Linked DNA regions of Triticum aestivum: region 2 is linked to region 1. Evidence: chromatin contacts called from public Hi-C data. All regions are on one chromosome and are shown on one strand. The core of a region is the stretch at or near the end of the contact, and the rest is flanking DNA. Distances in the headings are between cores, read along the strand shown. Region 1 holds the start of LOC123167915 (signal recognition particle 9 kDa protein). Region 2 holds the start of LOC123169616.

Region 1 (3,648 bases), core at 356-2,855:
GGTGGTGAACCCCATCCGTGATGGTGTCTAGATTGGATCTGGTGGTTCTGGACTCTGCGGTGGCTGGAATTGATTTTCTTTGACTCCCCTAGGGTTTTTGGAATATTGGAGTATTTATAGAGCAAAGAGGCGGTCCGGGGGACACCCGAGGTGGGCACAACCCACCAGGGCGCGCCAGGGCCTCCTGGCGCGCCCTGGTGGGTTGTGCTCTCCTCGGAGCACCCCCCCCCGAGGCGCAGCCTTGGCCCATTAGGTGTCTTCTGGTCCATAAAAAATCTCCGTGAAGTTTCGTTGCATTTGGACTCCGTTTGGTATTGATTTCCTGCGATGTAAAAAACATGCAGAAAATATCAACTGGCACTTGGCACTATGTCAATAGGTTAGTACCAAAAAATGATATAAAATGACTATAAAATGATTATAAAATATCCAAGATTGATAATATAACAGCATGGAACAATAAAAAATTATAGATACGTTGGAGACGTATCAGTAGGACAGGAGTGATGAGAATATATTTGTGGAATTGTTTCATTACTATTCGGAATAGTTACGAGAGGGTACAGAAGCGTTTTGGGTCACCTGAAGGGTTTCGGTGAATATGGGGTAATACCGGGTATTACTGATAAATATATATAGGTGGAGAATGTTTCCAGGGATGTTAAATTATATATGTAACGGTTTGAAAATATTTAGAACTATTTTATGTTTAATTTAATATCAACAGGCCTAAAAATACCGCCCAAGTGCGAAAGTGCCTCCTTCCTTAGCAAATTGGTGAAGGGGGGTGTTAGACTCCTCCTTCCCTAGGCCGGCACACCAAGCGGGACTCCTTCCCCCTTGGTGGAAGCCCTCCCTCTCCCTCCAACCTATATATACTAGGGGATTTTGCTCTTTTGGACACAGAAGTTTTGGAGTCTCCTCTAGTTCTTCTAGTTCTAGTTCTAGTTCTAGTTGGTCCTAATTGACTAATTAGATCTAGGATAATCATCTTGTCCTCGCAATTAGAAGCCATGTGGGTTCTAATCTCCTCACTCTAATTCTCCGTCATCGATTAGCTCTGGACGGCGAAGCGCTGCCGGATTGTGAAGGTTGCACGCTTGCAACCAAGTAGAGAGACCGTGCTTTTGGTCTTCACTTCGAGGGACTGTTTGTGGGCGGTATGAATGTATTAGATTTATACTTAAAATGTGAATAGAAAAACAATGAAAACCGGAGTGAAAACAAAAGAAAACCACTGAATAACAATAAAAACAAAACCAAGGAAAATGAAGGAAAAATAAAGAAAATAAAAAAAGCTAGTGAAAAATGAGAAGGAAACAAAGAAAACCAAATCGAAAATAAAGAAAAGAAAACAAATAGTAAAAATAGAGAAAGAAAAACGAAGAAAAGCCAGTGAATAAAAAAGAAAAAGAAAAAAGAGCCGAAAAACTTGTGAAAGTCCCGGCTCTTTTTCTTCAACTAGATCGCGACATACTAACTCGACGTGAACCGGACGATGACGCAGTGGCTAGCGGCATTGCGCTGCAACTGAACGATTGCGCTCGCTGTAAGCGAGATATAGCCTTTGCGAAAAAAGACTATTCTCTGGGTCGGCCGATTGAAGTTGCCCTGGACCCCGTGGCTCTTTCCAAACACAAGTTTCAGCCCTGAACCGGACCTCTTCTCAAAAAAAAAAAGAGAGCCCTGGACCGGACCCAAGGGAAGGGAGCAATCTAGCGAACCGTGGCAGACTCCTCCCCGCAAACCCACAGATCCCGACGAGACCACGCCACAGCGCGGCGAAGCCCTAGCCTCCGGCCAGCGCCGCCGCAGCGATGGTGTACTTCGACTCATGGGACGAGTTCGTCGACCGGTCCGTGCAGCTCTTCCGCGCCGATCCCATCACCGTACGCCGGGACCCCATCCCTCCTTCCCCGATTCCCCCCTCGTCCACCCATCCCCGGTTCCCCCTGCCCGCATCTCGATCTAACCCGTTATCCGTTGCCCATGTGTCCAGACTCGCTACTGTATGAAGTACCGCCACTGCGACGGGAAGCTCGTGCTCAAGGTCACCGACGACCGCGAGGTACGGCGCCCAGGCTTCTTGTTTTGCCCAGATTTGGGTCTTGCTTCCAAATTCATGACCAGGAAGTGTGTATTTTAGGTCCCGATCACGCGTATCACTGCGAGATGCGCGTTACAACTAGGAATTGAGCCGATCGAGCGTTCTTGTATTTCATGCGTCGCGTGGGATGGTTCACTGTTGCCTATTGATTTGTGTGACGTAGCATATCTTGGTATACTATCAGTGGCTCGATAAAATACTACGGTAGTTAGATATTTCAGCATTAACAGAAAGCAAAACTGATCTCTGTTTTGAGCAGTTCTGATTTTACATCAATCGTGTACATTTATATTTCATCTGAAGTTTACTTTCAAGTCAAGAAAGATAGTGAGATGCTAATTACAACTAAATGTCTGCTTGATATCATAAATGCAGGAGATTTTGCGATAAATGCCTAGCAGCGGTTAGCATTAGTTCACAGTAGTTAGTATAGTTACACTAGTGTGGATGGACATGTGTGCCCTAATTGAAGCAAATCGTTGCTGTGCATGAAGAAAGTACTCTTGTACCCACTAGTAAGTTTGTTTGTTCCTGGAAGAATGCGAGCAAAGCCAGGAAAATAGATAGTGCAGACTGCGGAGTACATGTTTAGTTATATGGATTTGAGCAAGTGGCCTTGTGTTGACTTCATCTGAAAACCACTTAATTTTGTACTCCCTCTGTAAACTAATACTACCTCCGTCCGTAAATGCTTGTCGCCCAAACGAATGTACCTAGCACTATTTCAATGCTAGATACATCCGTTTGAGCGACAAGTGTTTCCAGACGGAGGGAGTATAAGATCTTTTAGATCACTACTTTATAGAGGGAGTACTTAGTTTTGTATATATATCATCATATATGGATTTGGTATTTGATTAGCTCAACACTGAAGGACTATTTGTTAAGCTCAAACTTAAATGTTGTTTACACTGTTGGGGAACTCGTAGGGGGTGCAGCTCAAACATACACTGGTAAAATACTGCAGCTTCTGGACATGCATGTCCCAGAACTGAGTCATAAGTTATATCTTAGCATACTTAAGATATTCTGATATTTTTGTTAGTACTAGATTTTCACATTGGCTTGATAAAGCTTCTATATGCATTATGCAACTACACTGTCTGCACTAAATACTGCTAGTGTTATCTACTAGTTGCTTCAGTACTCTCCTAATCGACATATTTGCTTTGGAATATGATGTAATCATATAGTTGTGCATCTGATTGCACCCAATGGTTCTGAAAATCATAAACATTTGTGTAGTATTTTTTCATGGTTCGACATTGCGTTGCTGCAACTGATTGAATTGATGCATAATTTTCAGTGAAGAATCACTTCCAGATGACATATTTGAATTTCCATAATTGTGTAGGCACGTAAGTCAGCTTGCAGCTGTGCCTTTTAGTTGACAACGATAGCACATTCAGCATAGAGGGCCTATTGTGCTAGGAAATGCCGTAGATAATATTGGAAGTCACTTTCTGTGCAGAACTTCGAAAATGTGCCGTGAGGAAAGTTTTAGTTCAGTTTACTTCCTAAGCATCGATCAAACTATCTAT
Region 2 (3,894 bases), core at 1,060-3,559, 760 kb before region 1:
TCCCGGACCCTCCATTTTCAATATCACATCCCAGCTACCCTGCTCTTACCACCGGTCATGGCTCCAATACGCATAGAATGCCTTCGTTCATTGTCCATACAAACTCCGTAGCAATAAATGTGCACATCATCTACGTATTTATATCTTTTACTTAAAATAACATTCTAGTTTGTGCAATCCCCTCTTTCATAAAAGGGAGAAAAGGGACATACTTAATTATCTGCACTGTTTATTTATTGCGTAAAGTATCCTAAGAATCCCATACCACGCCCCAAAGGAGAAGCAAAGGAACTTACTGCATGTTTCTTTAGTGACTTCAGAAAATCAATAAGCAATGGATCTTCACTCAAAATTTTCGGGACCACCTCCACAAAAATCCTGTCAATAAATTGTATGATCATAAGTTGAAATATAAACCTACAAGTATCACGAGTTCAGACAGAACACAAAGAATTCAATAATCCTTGTAACCTTGAGCTTCCTGCAGCATTTGATATTATGTCGTAGATAATTGATGGATGAATCCCAGCTCGAACACCAATAAACATTGCTTCAGTAGAAGCAACAAAATGAATGCTCTCCAGCAAATCATTAACCAACCTAATTTTGCTGTAAAAATAAATGGCATACAGTTCAAATTGTGACAATAATAGTTACACTACTTAGTACGGTGAATATATGGAAGGGGTGAAAATTGATATCTCGACTAGCTTATATTTGCTATTTTCAGGAAAGAATGCAACCTGCTGCAGCCAAATTCACCTTCGACAAAGTAAATGGTTTTGTCAAGACCTGGAATGTCAGATAGCTTAAAATTTCAGCATCATAAGATGAGGACCAGGAAGAAAATATTAGTAAGGTACACAGATTTGGAACTACCGGAGAAGAACTGTCCAGCTCTTTCTGCTACATCCTTTCTCCCAGATGCAACAACCTGACAATCAAAAGCTAAATTGTGATAACAGAATAACGTAAGCATACAAGCACACAGTTCAGATTCTCAGCTGTGTATCACTTACGACAATATTTTGTTTCAGTTCATCAGATAAACCACTAAAAATGTAAGCATCAAGAAGGAAGATACCCTTCTTCTCATCTGCAAAAAAAAAATCCAGATTAACTAGCACAGTCATTCATCACCGACATCCTGTGAACCATCCAAGGTCATCACTACAAAAAATCATGTAGGAGACTATAGTAGTACATGAAATTCCAATCATGTGTTTATTCCTATTCCTATGTTCTTTAATTCCAGTCATCCAAAGAGGGCCTTACAATTGTTAAATGTGCAGCTTTCTAATTCTTAAAAGGGCACATAAAATTCCAAGCACAGCAGCTACTGTTCCCAGCTAAGACAATATATGCACACATTAGCATTATACCTGCAAGCTTCTGGCCCAACTTCTCAAGATGACTAGGCACCAACGTCGATCGAATTAATACAATGGCCTCTTTGCACAATCCTATGAAATGCTTAAGCAAACATCATATCAAATGTCAAGTGTATATATAACTTGTACAGAAACAGGTGCATGAGATTGACAGACTGGCAGGCAACACAATAGCACACACGCGGTACATACCTTTCACTATACCCTGAGCTCCAAAGAACAACTCATCTACACCATCGGCGTCACTGAGCACAACGACCAGCGCAGAATCTGCAGGCGCCAAGAGTTTTTGATAGATCAGATAGAAGCAACTCACACACGGCGCGAAGTATTCTTCAGCACGTAAGAGCACGGTCTCTTCGGCATTCCAACAAACGGCTCGTACGCACGCATGCCATTCACGCGCGTCACAAGAAGTCCATATCTGGAACCGGTCCAGTGCAGGAGACCGTTATATACGCTCACCTCGCGTGGCTTCGGCGGGGCTGGCGCATCGGACGCCGCCGCCCTGCTCCGCGAGCGCCGTCGCCGCCGATCCATCCGCCTGCAAGGACAGGCACCGTCAGGACAGAGCATCCCGCGAAAACACCTCCGAGAGGAGGCAGAACCAAAACGGGGTTGAAAGGAACGGGGAAACGAGGGAAGGGCGATCGAGCGAGGGCGACCTTGGGGTCGATGTAGAAGCGGACGATCGCGCCGGAGCGGGTGAAAGAAGCGGCGAGCGCGGCGCTCAGCCCGTCGGCGCCGACGAAGGCGACGACCTTCGCCGCCGAGGACGACGGCGACATCCCGCTAGTGGCGTGTGATCTCGCTCGCCGACGGCGACGACCAGCCCGAAGCAGAGGCGAGCAGAGCGAAAGCGGACAGGGGAGTGAGCAAGTCAGGAAGAGTGACACACGAGGACTCCACTGCTCTGGGCTTTTTACCCAACCGCTCTGTGTCCCTGGATCGCGGGCCCGACGCGCGGTGCTAGTCCTACGTGGCGCATGTGGGCTAGGACGGAACCACGTTTGGATTTCGGACGAGGACGCCACGGGGGCTCCATTTTTAAGCGCCACGAGACAGAAGGCTCACGGGTTCTGACTTCTGAGCGTGTGGGCCCCGTGAGCGGAAAGATGATGATGCGATTCTGCACTACAGCGTGCCGATCGTGGAACTGAACTTTGCACAGGAGTGTAGTACGTACGTCCCATCAGATTTTAAATTTTGAAGTGCACGTGACAAATGGGACACAGCGCAATGCAAGGATCTTGCTTTTGGCTTTGTTGATGATAAACAATTTTTTAGCATATGTAAAGATCAGCCTGCTTAGTAGGTCGCCGGTTGATCTCGATATTGCGTCCAAGTGCAAGGATTTCCCCTGCACAAAAGTTAAACCAGAAGTCAAAGGAGTACATGGGTGAAACCATTATCTACGTTGGAAAGCCTTAAACAGTCTAGCACATTTTAGAGGATGGATAAGATGTCATTTGATGTCGGCTTTCATACACAAGAACCAGTGAGTGATTTGAGATCTTGAATCAAAAGTTACAGTTTTTTCTCGTTTCGAGAGATTGAGAGAGCCGACCAATTCAATGTTTTGGAAAGTGTCAATTCAAATATTTAGGAGAATCCTGCCCGAAAGTATCATACTCATCCGATGGGCAATCACTCGGGTAATTGGTTTCTAGTTTCTACTGTATCCTTCAAGGATGAGGGTTTGGCTTTCTTTTGGCAAAAGCTGGATTGTTTTCAGCCGAAGAAGTAAGCTTGTTCGAGATCGGAAGAGTGCCCTCGAGAGACTATTTCAATAATAAAATGTTGTCCGATGTATACTGCAATGGAGCGAGCTAATGACTTATTAGAAATAATACATACCGATGTATACGGTCCGATGAGTGTTGAGGCACGCGGCGGGTATCGTTATTTTCTGACCTTCACAGATGATTTGAGTAGGTATGGATATATCTACTCAATGAAACACAAGTCTGAAACATTTAAAAAGTTCAAAGAATTTCAGAGTGAAGTGGAGAATCATCGTAATAAGAAAATAAAGTTTCTACGATCTGATCGCTGAGTCGAATATTTGAGTTACGAGTTTGGCCTTCATTTAAAACAATGTAAAATTGTTTCACAACTCACGCCACCTGGAACACCACAGCGTAATGGTGTGTCTGAAAATCGTAACCGTACTTTATTGGATATGGTGCGTTCTATGATGTCTCTTACCAATTTACCACTATCGTTTTGGGGTTATGCATTAGAGACAGCTGCATTCACGTTAAATAGGGCACCATCTAAATCCGTTGAGACGACACCATGTGAACTATGGTTTGGCAAGAAACCTAAGTTGTCGTTTGTTAAAGTTTGGGGTTGTGACACTTATGTCAAAAGGCTTCAGCCTGATAAGCTCCAACCCAAATCGGAGAAGTGCGTCTTCATAGGATATCTTAAGGAAACAATTGGGTATACCTTCTATCACAGATCCAAAGGCAAGATCTTTGTTGCCAAGAATGAAACATTT

The links. A called contact is a pair of places that touch in the nucleus more often than the background predicts.
Region 2: a Hi-C map of leaf shows a contact between it and region 1, with 8 times the contacts expected there. The contact joins the promoter of LOC123169616 here to the promoter of LOC123167915 in region 1. A contact is called at or near these places in 3 of 5 Hi-C or Micro-C datasets (all in leaf).

The regions. Positions count from the first base shown.
Region 1 is chr7D:166,892,672-166,896,319 of IWGSC CS RefSeq v2.1, reverse strand. LOC123167915 (signal recognition particle 9 kDa protein) reads left to right here and starts at 1,605. Exons shown (of 4, transcript XM_044585776.1): 1 at 1,605-1,889; 2 at 2,000-2,068. The coding sequence starts at 1,818.
Region 2 is chr7D:167,656,166-167,660,059 of IWGSC CS RefSeq v2.1, reverse strand. LOC123169616 reads right to left here and starts at 2,309. Exons shown (of 42, transcript XM_044587487.1): 1 at 2,057-2,309; 2 at 1,857-1,935; 3 at 1,584-1,661; 4 at 1,383-1,463; 5 at 1,020-1,096; 6 at 880-934; 7 at 744-792; 8 at 472-609; 9 at 297-378. The coding sequence starts at 2,179.